Regions from separate parts of the Mus musculus genome. Here all the other regions are linked to region 2. The links are chromatin contacts, called in public HiChIP or PLAC-seq and promoter capture Hi-C maps. All regions are on one chromosome and are shown on one strand. The core of a region is the stretch at or near the end of the contact, and the rest is flanking DNA. Distances in the headings are between cores, read along the strand shown. Region 1 holds the start of Kdf1 (keratinocyte differentiation factor 1). Region 2 holds the start of Tmem222 (transmembrane protein 222). Region 3 has its middle 8.5 kb from the start of Gm42322. Region 4 overlaps Ahdc1 (AT hook, DNA binding motif, containing 1).

Evidence for each region. Promoter capture Hi-C pulls out the DNA fragments that hold promoters and counts their contacts. HiChIP or PLAC-seq counts read pairs in DNA pulled down with a chosen protein or histone mark. Capture Hi-C pulls out chosen DNA fragments and counts their contacts.
Region 1: a contact with region 2 is called in a promoter capture Hi-C map of adipose tissue. The contact joins the promoter of Kdf1 here to the promoter of Tmem222 in region 2. A contact is called at or near these places in 1 of 484 Hi-C or Micro-C datasets (bone marrow-derived macrophages), 2 of 115 datasets of contacts at active chromatin or transcription factors (both in embryonic stem cells) and 3 of 9 other capture datasets (adipose tissue, liver and macrophages).
Region 3: a contact with region 2 is called in an H3K27ac HiChIP or PLAC-seq map of embryonic stem cells, with 4 times the contacts expected there. The contact joins the enhancer-like site here to the promoter of Tmem222 in region 2. A contact is called at or near these places in 2 of 39 promoter capture datasets (the C10 cell line and stem cell-derived epiblast-like cells), 1 of 15 datasets of contacts at CTCF or cohesin (embryonic stem cells), 6 of 115 datasets of contacts at active chromatin or transcription factors (bone marrow-derived macrophages, embryonic stem cells and extraembryonic endoderm stem cells) and 2 of 9 other capture datasets (embryonic stem cells and liver).
Region 4: a promoter capture Hi-C map of neural stem cells shows a contact between it and region 2. The contact joins the enhancer-like site here to the promoter of Tmem222 in region 2. A contact is called at or near these places in 3 of 39 promoter capture datasets (cranial neural crest, embryonic stem cells and neural stem cells), 2 of 484 Hi-C or Micro-C datasets (bone marrow-derived macrophages and embryonic stem cells), 27 of 115 datasets of contacts at active chromatin or transcription factors (the 230-238 cell line, acute myeloid leukemia, bone marrow-derived macrophages and 18 more) and 3 of 9 other capture datasets (adipose tissue, liver and macrophages).

The regions. Positions count from the first base shown.
Region 1 is chr4:133,517,551-133,520,682 of GRCm38.p6, reverse strand. Kdf1 (keratinocyte differentiation factor 1) reads right to left here and starts at 1,720. Exons shown (of 4, transcript NM_133707.2): 1 at 1,631-1,720. Gm42323 (predicted gene, 42323) reads left to right here and starts at 825. Exons shown (of 3, transcript NM_001378703.1): 1 at 825-1,583; 2 at 2,422-2,494. The coding sequence starts at 874.
Region 2 is chr4:133,276,212-133,279,166 of GRCm38.p6, reverse strand. It overlaps Tmem222 (transmembrane protein 222), which reads left to right and starts at 1,377. Exons shown (of 6, transcript NM_025667.3): 1 at 1,377-1,636. The coding sequence starts at 1,443.
Region 3 is chr4:133,447,383-133,450,255 of GRCm38.p6, reverse strand. No RefSeq gene overlaps it. Among named protein-coding and RNA genes, the nearest start is that of Gm42322, 8.5 kb to the right of the region's middle. Within about 2 kb of position 1,260, at least 52 of the 459 cell types and tissues checked have an H3K27ac peak or open chromatin away from gene starts, as enhancers often do. A contact at or near this core is called in embryonic stem cells, where this site is marked.
Region 4 is chr4:133,037,622-133,040,768 of GRCm38.p6, reverse strand. All of the region lies in intron 2 of Ahdc1 (AT hook, DNA binding motif, containing 1), which reads right to left. Among named protein-coding and RNA genes, the nearest start is that of Ahdc1, 28 kb to the right of the region's middle. Within about 2 kb of position 1,743, at least 206 of the 459 cell types and tissues checked have an H3K27ac peak or open chromatin away from gene starts, as enhancers often do. A contact at or near this core is called in bone marrow-derived macrophages, craniofacial prominence, embryonic basal ganglia and 9 more, where this site is marked.

The DNA of each region.
Region 1 (3,132 bases), core at 471-2,970, 240 kb before region 2:
CGGCTTAGGACTGCTACTGTTCATTACACTGTCCACGGGCCAGCACTGTGCTTAGCACTGAGGAGACGGCAGTGAATGGGCTAGAAACCGGCTCTAGCCAGAGCTCTTCCACGTTATTCAGTCCTTACAACTGCCACGTGAATTATTTACTGTCACTGTACAGTTCAGGAATCGGAAGCTCAGAGAACAGAGAGGAGAGATCAAGTAAGTCAGCAGGCTGGGAAGGAACAAGATTTGCTGCGGGGCAGGCCAGGCTCTTCACCCCAGGTACTCTGCTCTTGGTGGCTCCCTCAGGTAATTTCAGAACTAGAAAGGCTGAGCCAGGCAGATTCTTTGAGTTCAAGATCAGCCTGGGCTACCCAAGAGAGAGACCCTGTCTGAAACTTAAACAACCAAGCAGTCAGCCTTCCTGTTTGTGGTATGAATAGTGCCTTGCATGAGCGTCCCTTCAAACCATCCATCTACACCTTCCTTTTCCCACGATTGTCCCTGGTCCATCCCTCCTGACAACCCAGTGACACTGCTCACTTAATTTAGTGGGACCAATTTTTGCCTCAATTTTGGCCTGGGACAAGAGTCTTGGACCCAGCTTCCTCATCTTTAAATAGGTTCATCTTAGAGTAGTGAGGTGGCCCACGTCTGTAATTCCAGCACAAGACACGATGAGATGATGAGGACTTCAGAGTCATCCTTGGCTGAATATTGGGCCTAGCCTGGGCCATATGAGACCCTATCTCAAAAAGCAAAACAAAATATATATTAAATTAACTTAAATATAAGTAAATAATAAACCAATGTGACGTAAAATAAAAATGGAAAACCTCATCTCTCAAAAGAGGAGAGATTAATGTCCTTCTAACCCTCTACGGAGGTATGGGGGTTGGGGGTGGAGCTCCGTGTTTAGCAAAAGCCTGGGAAGACACACTCTTGGCATTCTCTAACTTGGCAGCGTTCGAAGGCATCGCAAGGATGCCTCAAGGTCTGATGGCCCCAGGATTCTCTGATTTCTCACTGCCTTCGCCTTTCCGACAGTCCCCACAAAACACAGAGACAGACGGACAGACAGACAGACTCGGGGGCTCTCCATGGGCCCTCCTCCCTGTGTCCCCAGGACGAGCCGGCTGCAGCAGCCTCTGTCCAGGCAAACGTATGGTCAGCGAGCCGCGCTCAGCTCTGCTCAGCTCGGGCGCAGGGTACTGTGCACCCCCCTGGCACAGCCCCAGCCACTGTCTCATCTGCAAGCAGGAGCCGCGCGCGTCCAGGCGGCAGGGCTCGCGTTGCCGTCGGGGCGCGCACCGCCTCGCTTGCCACCAGCGCCGTGGCCCGCGACTCCCGACGCTGTTCCACGCACGGTGCTGGGTCCTAGCACCCCAGGGGCCTCTCGGCCCGCCCAGCCCAGCCCAGCCCTGCGCCCGTTCGGGCCGCTCCGGCCGGGCCCCGCGCACCCCGGAAGTGGACGTCGGGGCCCGAGGAGCAGGGCCCGCGCCCCGCCGCCGTCCAGGCGCGGCCTCCAGGGTCACCCACCCGGGGCTGCACCGCCCCGCGCCCCCGCGGACCCGCGCCGGCCTTACCTGCCCAGCCAGGTGAGCCGCCTCCGCTCGGCCCTTCCCCCGCCCCCCTCGGCACTCACCTGGGTCGCAGGTAAGCGTCTCGCGGGAGCGCGGCACGGGGCGCCGCTGGGGACACACTTCCTGCCTCCGCCGAGCGCCGCCGCGCACCTGGCCGAGGCCCCGCCCAGCTCCGGCCCAGCCAGGAGAGTGAGGCCCTGAGAGGGGCCATCATCGGGCAACAGTGCTTAGGTCCCCTCTCTGCTCTATAGTCCAGTGTCCTGGAAGTATCGGAGAGCCCATGGGGCGCCTACCGGGCCGCAAAGCTCCTACTTAAAGGGCATGCATGCCTCCTGGGAAGCCGTCCGGGCCCCTGAGTCCCTAGCTCTGTCATGTGGAACAGTTCTCTGGACTCTTTATTATAGTTCCCAGCAGACTGTTGCTTTCCTGTCTTTTGTCTCCTCCTTTTAGCCTCTGACCTTGAGGGTAAGGTCTGGTCTTGTTTCCCTAGTACAGCGCCTGGCACATACCAACTGCTTAGTAAATATTCTTCACTGTTTGAATAGCTAGGCAATGATCTCTTGTCTATCTATCTGTCTGTCTACATATTCACTTATTTAGGTTTCTCTTTTTTTACATTAAATGTTTTTATATGTATGAATGTCTTGCCTGCTTGTACATCCATGCACCACTTGCGTGCCTTGTGCCCACAGGTAAGGGAGCAGAGGAGGGCATGGGATGCCCTGGAACTGGAGTTACAGAGGGTTGTGAGCTGTTATGTGAGCACTTGAGAGTCGAACTGGGGACCTTGGAACTTTGAAGAGCAGCCAGTGCTCTCTGAGGCAGAACTCTCTCTTCAGCTCCTCTTACCTAGGTCTTCCAATACAAGATCCTGGGAAGACCAGCCATATCCTGTCCTGCTTCGAGTCAAGATCAGCCTAGATCAGGTATGTTCCCAGGGGTGCAGCCGTAGATTGTTCAAGTTTTCTGAGACAAAGTCTCATGTACCCCAGGCTGGCCTCTAGCTCCCTATGTAGCCAAGGCTGCCCTTGAAGACTTGCTCCTCTTATCTATGGAGTGCTGGGATCACAGGCATGCGCCTCCACAGCCAACATAGTCCCTGATGTCTTTCTTGCTCTTTTTGAACTGTTTGACATGGGAGCAAGTCACTTTCCATTTTCCAGTGTCCCCTCTGTAGATATAGACCTCTCTAGCCAGATGTGGTGGCACATGCCTTTAATCCCAGCTCTTTGGAGGCAGTAAGGTGGACCTCTGTGAGTTCCAGGCCAGCCTGGTCTACAGAGTGAGTTCCAGGATTGGCAGGACTATGTAGAGAGACCCCATCTCAAAAAAACAAACAAACAAACAAAAAAAACCATGAGGGGCATGGTGGCACACACCTTTAATCCCAGCACTTGGGAGGCAGAGGCAGGCAGATTTCTGAGTTTGAGGCCAGCCTGGTCTACAAAGTGAGTTCCAGGACAGCCAGGGATACACAGAGAAACCCTGTCTCAAAAAAAACCAATAAATAAATAAATAAGTAAATAAATAAGTAAACAAACAAACAATTTTAAAAGGTACCTCT
Region 2 (2,955 bases), core at 128-2,627:
AAAACAAACAAAAAAAAATTATCAGGACCGCAGGCTTTTGGCAAGTTACTATTAAAGGAGACTCATTTCATGGAAGCAAACCTTCTCAAAAGCATAGCTTTTGCCTTCCCTAAACATTTGTCCACACCTTCTGTTGGCTAATAGTCTTAGGTGATGAGGAATTGAATCTAGCTGTACTAAGCCATAGCTTCTAGCCAGAATGAAGTGCTTAGCCCCTATCTGACAGGTCTGCTTCACCTGCAGAAACAATATGCCTGAGTATGGAAAACAACCCCCACTCTGGTCCCAGTCAAACCATACACACACACACACACACACACAAAGAGGAGCTGTAACATATATATATCTCCTCCAGCCCGCTGTTCCAATAAAACAGTCTCAGTCTCAGCCTGTTGAAACAATCTGTTTGCCTTTCTGCCTCATTTTTCTTACACCTTCCTATAGCCTGGTTCCCTTCTTGTCTTCCAAACCCATCCCACCCACTCCTCACCGCATAACATTCCACTTCCATGTCTCTCTGATTATCCCTCTGAAAAATCAAAAGATTCCAAGACTGGAGCCTGGCCACTTTGTGTTCTTGAGTGTGATCTTAGACAAGTGCTAACTGCCGAGTTTTCTATAAAGCAAAAAAGGACCTGGCTTAGTGATGTACCCTTTTAAATCCCAGCACTTGGGAGGCAGAGTTAAGAGTTCAATGTCAGCCTGGTCTACATAGTGACAGACAGGGCTACATAGTGAGACCCTGTTTCAAAACAAAAACAAACATGTGCCCCAAAACACGAACAATAAAGAGATTTAGATAAGTCTTGGATGATATTCTCTACTGCACATAGTGACCTCAAGTTTCCTGTCTTGGCACTTCTGCATCCGTGCTCTCCCCAGGCCCAAGGCTGCTCCCTCCCATACACACCAAGTGTACGTGTCTCCCATACACACCAAGATTTTAGTTTGACCTCCCTTTTTACACCATCACGTAACAGACTATTATGTAACTCATGCCACAGACTAAAAAGGACAAAGGAAATCTACAAAGACTTGCGTTTGAATCGTTGCTCACTTCATTTCTAAGAGCCTTTGTCTCTGATTTGTTTTCTGGGGGAAACAACTAAATTTGCACGTCTAATCAGTTTATAGACAGTAGTACCAATGAATATCACATGCTTGGCACCTAAGAAGTGATCAATAAAGAGTGCCTGCACCACGTGCCGGCATGCGGAACCGCGGTTGGTTGTGGGTTCCCGGGGCTCGACTGAGAGCTTCCTGAGGTCCACGGAAATGCTCCGCTACAAACACGGGAAAGAGGCTAAACTAGCCGGGCCCAGAAGGACAAGGCTCCAATTCCCCGGGGGAAGATCGACCGAGAGGACACTCCGCCTCCCGGAAGTGATGACACAGGGGCGAGCGGCGGCGCGGTCGGCCTTCCCGAGCGGGACGCGCGCGGGATGGCGGAAGCGGAAGGGAGTTCTCCGCTTCTGTTACAGCCGCCGCCGCCCCCTCCTCGGATGGCGGAAGTAGAAACGCCGACGGGGGCCGAGACGGACATGAAGCAGTACCACGGGTCCGGTGGCGTTGTCATGGACGTGGAGCGGAGCCGCTTCCCCTACTGCGTGGTGTGGACACCCATCCCGGTGCTCACGTGAGTGTCTTCCGATGTCAGCGCGAAGTCGCCGAGGGCCCGAGCATCCTCCGGGGTGCCATGCTAGCTTTTTTTTCCCCAGACTTGCAGCAACCCGTACTCCGGGCCAGGCTAGCCCCCAGTCCCCTAGAGCTCTCGTCACCTATGAGGTGCGCGGTCCCCTTGGATGTGGGGCATAGTTCCGGCCCTGGTTCCCCCAGGTCTAACTGGAGAGGAGGAGAAGTGTAGATCAGCAGCAAAGATCTGGTCATTAGCACGCCCTTAAGCTGCAGGCGTACAGAAAAGACCCTTAATCATTGTCTGAAGAGGCATCGTCATTCATTCCCCGTTGGTTTTTGTTTTTGTTTTTTCACTCATTGAGCAAACGAGCGCGTACTTGTCGTCTGTTATGCACAAGACGTTTCGCCTTTAGAAACAGAACTGAGTGTTTGATCGAAGCCACACTGGTTCGTGGAATGTCAGCATTGGGAGGTCCGTGCTGGCGTTTTTCCCCCTACATCATTTGAGTTACAAAGCAGTCTCAGCGACCTAGGTATCTGCCTCCCAGTGGAAGAATGCAGCTTACAACCCTCCTACCTTAATCCTAACAGTCTGGACAGTTTACAAGCTTTATTTTCTGTAGTAGAAATCCCCTTCCCCCATGGGGAAGCTGAGTTCCTTTGTAACATCGTCTTGGTCCGTTGACTATCCCAGCAAGAAGATATTCAGAAGCCAGTTAGTTCACTGACTATATATAACTCATCTTTCAGCTGTGGCATCCTACCTCTCACCTGAGGAGGTACTCTTTTCTTTCCTTCTATCAAAATCAGCTACCAGGCACGGGGATCCATACTTTTAACCATAGCACTTGGAGGCAGAGGCAAGCAGATGTCTGTGAGTTGGAGGGCAGCCTGAATTATATGGTAGGAGTTCCAGGCCAGCCAGGCATGTATAGTGAGCCCCAATCTCAAACAAACAAACAAACAGAGCCAAGTTGTGTGGAGAAGGAATATTTTTAGTCTCAAATGTTTCTGATCTTCAAATCATTTTAATCTTTCGATTTTGTATTTATTTATTTTATTGGTTTTGACTGAGACATGAGCTTGATATGTAGCCCTGGCTGGTCTGGTATTTATTTCGTAGCCCAACCTGACTTTGAACCCCTGTTCCCCCTGCCTTCTGTGTTCTGGGACTACAGGTGTATGCCATTTCATCTATCAAATGACCCTAATTTTTAAAGTATGTAAAGCTACTTGGGCCAGGGTGGATGGCTCAGTCAGTAAAAGTGCTTTCTGTGAATAACCTGAGTTTGGATCCTTGTTAACCATGTAAAAAAACCT
Region 3 (2,873 bases), core at 11-2,510, 170 kb before region 2:
AAGGCGTATGACTGTTTTATTTTTGCTTTAGGAATAGCCTCACTATGTAGCCTAGGCTGGCCTTGAAATCATGATCCCTCCTGATTTTACCTCCCAAGGGTTGGGATTATAGGCACACACCACAACACCCCCTTCTTTCGTTTGTTGTTTATGTTGGCTGACCCTCAGGAGGGTCAGGATGAATCAAGCACTAGTTATTTTTTAGTGGGACAGGTCATTTGAAGGGAGTCCCCTTCCCCATTCAGGCAACAAACTTTCAATTCTGGCCACAGTCAGTATCAGCCAGCAGGTGGCGCTCTGACAGATGCTCGGCTGTTGCGGTTGGAATTCATGCAGTGGTACCTCGTGAGCCCACCTAAATTTTGACCCTTGCTGACCTCCACGAGTCTGGTTGCATGACTGCAGAATGACGCAGGGCCACGAATCTGACTGATCACGGACTCAGTCATTCTTTTAAGTACCAGAAACATGCAGATGGACGTGTCACATTTTCCGTGTTCTCCGTGCCCTCAGCTCCTGCCTGCGCTTCCCTAGAGAGAGCAGGTGCCCACTCGCTGCAAGTGGCTGAATTCTGTCATCTCACCGTGTTACACACTCCCCCTCCACCTGCCTCCTTGCGGTCTCTCTTTCTGGAAAATTCTCATTGGAGGTTGACTAACAGACTTTAATTCCATAACCTCCCTCAAGCCCTCCTGACTTCACAGGTATTAAGTAGCTTCCTCTCCCCTTCCTCAAGGGCTGTCCAGACTGTGGGAGATGCCCTCACTACATTGGCCCACAACTCACAGACATGGCAATATTGCCTCCTGCCTAGCTTTCCCAGTGCTGGGATTGCAGGCGTGAGCTATCACGTCTGAGGTCAGAAGATGGCTGGAATGTTCCTTGTGTCTCACCATCTGCTTGCCCTGTCCTGTCCTTGAACTTCCTCTGAGCTCCACAGCATGAAAAATTAGCTCCTCGGGATCTGCCCAGCTTCCCAGAGGCTGCAGGAACATCTCAGACTCCACCCACCTCAATTTAGCAGGCAGAGTGTACTGGAGTAAAATGCCTTCCTCAGCCAGCCCAGGGATGGGGGCACCAACAGGGGCAGTGGGCGGCCATCATTGAAGGGCTCTCTAACAGGCCCAATCATGGCAAACATGGCGCTGTCTGCTTTGGCCCTTCCCTCTGCCTTGCTAAACCACGAGATTACATTCCTAAAGCTTGCCCCCAAGGTCTATTCCCTTATTTAGCCACCTATTCATTCTTGAGACTAAACACCAAGGCCCAGCTATCAACATTCATTTTTTGCCTACACCAGCTAAGCTGTCCAATCAGGTCTTAGCACAGACTTCCCCTTCCCTCATTAAAAACTATTTCTGCAGACACACCTGCTACTGCCGTGGTCTGATCCAGAGGCGGCACGCCCCTTGCTTGTCCCTCTGGGGTAATAAACTTCCTTTGTGCTGAGAATTTGGTGTCTGGGTGTGTTCCCTAGCGACTCTAACACACACACACACACACACACACAATCACAAGATGAGGTCTGTGATGGGGTCCTCACAGGGTCTGAGGATAGCTGTGGAGTGCGGTCTTCCTAAAGGAGGCACTAGTTCCCTGGGGGGACTGGACAGGGCTTTCCCACCATGGAGACGGAGTGAGTTAGGGCGAGTCCCACCCCCAGTGCTGTGGCCGAGCCTCAGGAATTTCCCAAAGGGAGAATGGCTAGTGGGGAAACGAGTGGAATAATTTGGGAAGGGAAGCTCTGGGCGAGAGGAAGGTAATGTCTCTAAGAACTCTTAGGAAGAAAGGCCCAATGGAACAGAGCGGGTGAGCGTGAAGCGTTCAGGTGGAGTGGGTCATGCACTCAGGTAGCTGAGGCAGGAGAATTGCTGTAAGTCTGAGGTCAACCTGAGCTACATAATGAGTTCCACACCGGGTTATAGATTTAGAGTCTGTTTAAGTGTGCGCGCACACACCAAAACAAAATAAGACTTATGGAGGATCAGGAAGTAGGCAGGAGACAAAGAATCCTAAAATTCTCTGTGCTTACCTTTCCATGAGGGAAATGGTGCTGGTCTACAGTGCGCATGTGCTGAGCGCAGCCCGGCGCTCACTTCCCTCCCTGATGGAGCACAGGAGGACGGCCCTGGGCCAGAGCCCTGGCTCCTTTGTGGTTTGCTTTTGTTTGCAGCACTGGGAATTGAACCCACGACCTCACGCACACGGAGGCAGGTGTTCTGCCACTGTGCTTTCTCTGCTTGGAAAGACTACATTGGCTGGCATCTTTGGGGGCCAGGCAGACTCCTTACCATCGGTGTGAACCTGTCAGAAACCCTGGTAACCTGAATATAAAAAGGGTCGTTGATTGATTTGGGCTCCTCTTAAGGATGAACACAGCAGAGGAGGCGAGATTTAGCGGCTGTTCTGACTGGTTAGGCTCCCTTCTCTCCCTCTCCTCCCCAACGCAGGAGAAACTGTGGAGTAGGTGTGGCTCTCCTTGGCTCCTGAAGTCCCAGGGAGGCAAGTCTGAGTCTCACAGCCTTATTCCATCCCCCCCCCCCCACCTGTGACTGCTTTCTAGAGATTCCAGCACCTTCTGAGTCTCGACTGTATTAGTTACTAGAGTTAGGGCACAGACTATTCCACACTGTGCACAGAGGACGGTGGCACATGGCTTCTCTGACTCAGCATGACTCCAGGAGTGCCACAGCTGCGTGCCTGCAACTCATGATCTCTCAGAGTTGTGATCAGATGTGAGTCAGATCTGCTGCTGCCTGAAGATTTGAGGGTCTCCTCAGAGGACTGTCCACTCCCAGGGTTGGCAGCTTGATGCTGAGCAGGTGGCCTCAATTCCTGGCTTCATGGTCAGGTGTTGTAGCTTGTGCGTCCTC
Region 4 (3,147 bases), core at 494-2,993, 240 kb after region 2:
TCTGCGCATCTGGTGGCGGCGGTGGGGTGGAAAGAGAGCAAGGAGCCCCAAAGGAAAAATCCTTCTGACCTTAAGCCGGTCTGGGCCTTACACCTGGAGACGCCAAGCTTTGTCCTCTGCCAGCCCCACCCCCCAGCGGAACAGTGGGAGCATCCGGAGGAGACCAGCCCCCACCTTGGGCATCAGTTTCCAGTCCACACTTAGAGCAGGCTGGGGAGGAAGGGCTTTAATTTAATACATTGTGCCCAGAACTGGTTTCCAGCACCCAGCACTTACAAGGTCTCTTACTCCGTGTAGATCTACCTGAACCTAACAGTAAGCACGGGTTTAATGAATAAATGAACACTCAATGACGCCAACGGCTCTCCCTCTCCATCCCCTTCTCACGAGACACTGATTACCTTGGGAAACCACATTATACAGGGGCCAGTGGAAGGCAGATGGGATTAATGCTTTAAGGGTGGCCTCTATCCTCCTGAAAGCGACTGCTGGTACTCAGGTGTCCTTACTGAGTTGGCCCCACACTAATTGCCTTACATGTGCAACTTTAAGCCCCACAAGGCCTAGTTTTTTCAGAAAAGTCAAAGGTAAAGGAGTAAAGAGACTTGCCCAAAGACACTGAACAGTGCAGGGCAGAGAAAGAATCAAACCATGCCTACTACCACCGATGCTTCGGTTTAACGCGGCGCGGTGAGCTCGGTGGGGGCGGGAATTGTAACTGAATCAGAGCCTTCGGCTGGGAGTGGCCAAACGGTTCATCCGTTTCCATCCGCACTTTACCAAACGGTACTAGAATCAGGCAAAGTTGTGGGGAAAGTAATCTCTGAACACACACGCGCGCGCGGACACACTCCCAACAGTAAAGGAAAAGAAAAGAAAAGAAAAGAAAAGAAAAGAAAAGAAAAGAAAAGAAAAGAAAAGAAAAGAAAAGAAAAGAAAAGAAAAGAAAAGAGAAAAGGAAGAGCCCTGAGAGGTCACTTACCAACTCCCCTGGCTTTCGGGGCTCCGGTAAACGGGACGCCCTCCCTCCCGGGTCCCTTTTCTGGACTCCCTGACCCGCAGGGTGCAGTTATGCCCCAAAGCAAGCTGCTGCCGGAGTTGGGGAAATCATCAAGGATGGTCCCCAGCCGTCCGCGGTCCACTGGCTCGGTCGTTGCCAGAGAAGGGGGCCTGGGAGCGAACGGCCTCGCCTGCCTTCGGCAGAGAGGAAGCCCTTCGACGCCTCGGCTCGAGCAGGAGGCGCGGGTCTGCCGGCCGAAAGAAGCCGCTCCGGAGTTTTGCCGCCGCCGCCGCCCCTCGAGCTACCTGGCCGCCCGGTGGCCGCGCCTGCGCCCCCGCCCCCTCCCCAGGAGGCCGCAGGGCTTCTGACTCCGGCGGAGGTGACGGGGCCGAGAGGGAAACCAGGCGGCGGGGGGAGGGGCGTCGCCTGCACCTGGCCCCTGTCCGCCGCCCAGGCCGGGGAAGGGCGGGCCTGGACCCCCGCCAGCCCCGAAGGAGCGGCGGGGGAGGGGAGCCTCCCGCCTCGCCCGGGGGAGGTCCGGGAAACCTCTCCCACCCCCGGAGCGGCGACGGCGGCGGCGGAGGCTACGGAGACGCGTGCGGGGGTCGGCCGGCTCGGCGCCCCCTTCCCGAGCCGCGCTGGGCCGGCTCCCCCGGCCGCTCGCGCTCTCCAGCTGCAGGAAATTCCAGAAGCTCTCCATCATCCCGGCGCAGCGCGCCGCCTGGGCTGCCAAGGCTCCCCGAAGGAGAGCCACATGCGGGCCGGCCGAGCGAGGGAGCGAGCGACCGCGCGGCCCGCCCTCGCCCCCACCCAGTCCCACTCGGCGAGGCAGCCACGTCGCCCGGCCCGCCGCTCCTTCCCGCGCCCCGGGGACGGCGGAATGCGTGGCAGCCCCGGCCGGGGGCTATTTTGAGCGGGAGGGGAGCGGCCCGGCCGCGCTGTTTTCGGCTTTTTCCTGGCCCCCGTCCCGCTAGCCGGGGCCCTCGGCTACCCGCGGAGGAGGGACACGTGGAAGGGGAGGGGAGGGCCGCTTCTATCCGGCTCGGGGCTGGGGAGGGCCCGGGAGACACCCGGCCCGACTCGCTTGCTCGGCCGGTCGAGCGGCAGAATTGCTAACACCGCCTGATTGCGGCTGGTGGCTGCGAGGCGCCCGCTACCTGCACGCCCCTCCTCCGGTGAGCGCCCGCGGCCCGGGCACTCCCTCCCCAGCGGCGGACTCAGGCCTCACTGGATAGCGCCGCCGAGCACCAGTGGCCAATCACCGGCCTCGATTTCCTTACCTGTAAGTTGGGATGAGCTACCCGGCTTTATTCGGAGAGTACCTTATTCACTTTGCCGTGCGCCTTTTCCTGAGCAAAACTTTTTTTTTTGAGGGGGGAGGGATATTTATTGAGAGGGATTTAAAAATCCCCCCTTTCAGAGTAAAAGTCCCTTACACCAAAACAGTGTATTTTCATACATTTACATCTAGCGCCTACTTCATATTAGTGGCCAACAACATGCACACTGGCTCTGCAGTATCAAAGAGCATTAACTCCATTAAGGTCCCAATAAAGATACAGTGTTTCTTGCCGGAGGAAACTGAGGTTCAGTAGTGACCTGCCAGAGGTTTGACAGCAGCACAGCCCAAAGTCAGACAAACTGGCTTCAGAATATTAATTACTGACACAAAGTAATTAAACCTTAAACAGAGGCGGAAACTAAAGCCCAATGTGTCAGAGTAGGTACCCAATAGAGGTCTCCCAACTCTTTAGTACCCCGCTGCAACAGTTGAGTCGGTTCAGCACCTGCTGTGGGACAGCTAGAGGGTCTAAAGATGGATACCATTTTGGATGTCCAAGAGCCCAAAGACTGCACTCTGCTTTCCAATGCTCGTCTCAGACTACTTGGCCCCTGAAGTTAACTTGTTTATCATATTCCGGACTCAACCCAGCCTCAGAGGTAAGGGGTACAAAAATGAGAGATGTGACACAGGGCGGGCGGGCGGGCGTGGGGGGGGGGCGCATCCTCACAGAGCCTGGAGATGCTTCCTGCTCCCTACACACACACACACACCACTCCAAGCAAGGAAACACAAAGGTTGGCAGTCACATATCACACCCTCCCTCCCGCCCCGGAAACCTGGCAGTTTATTTCTGTCTCCGGGT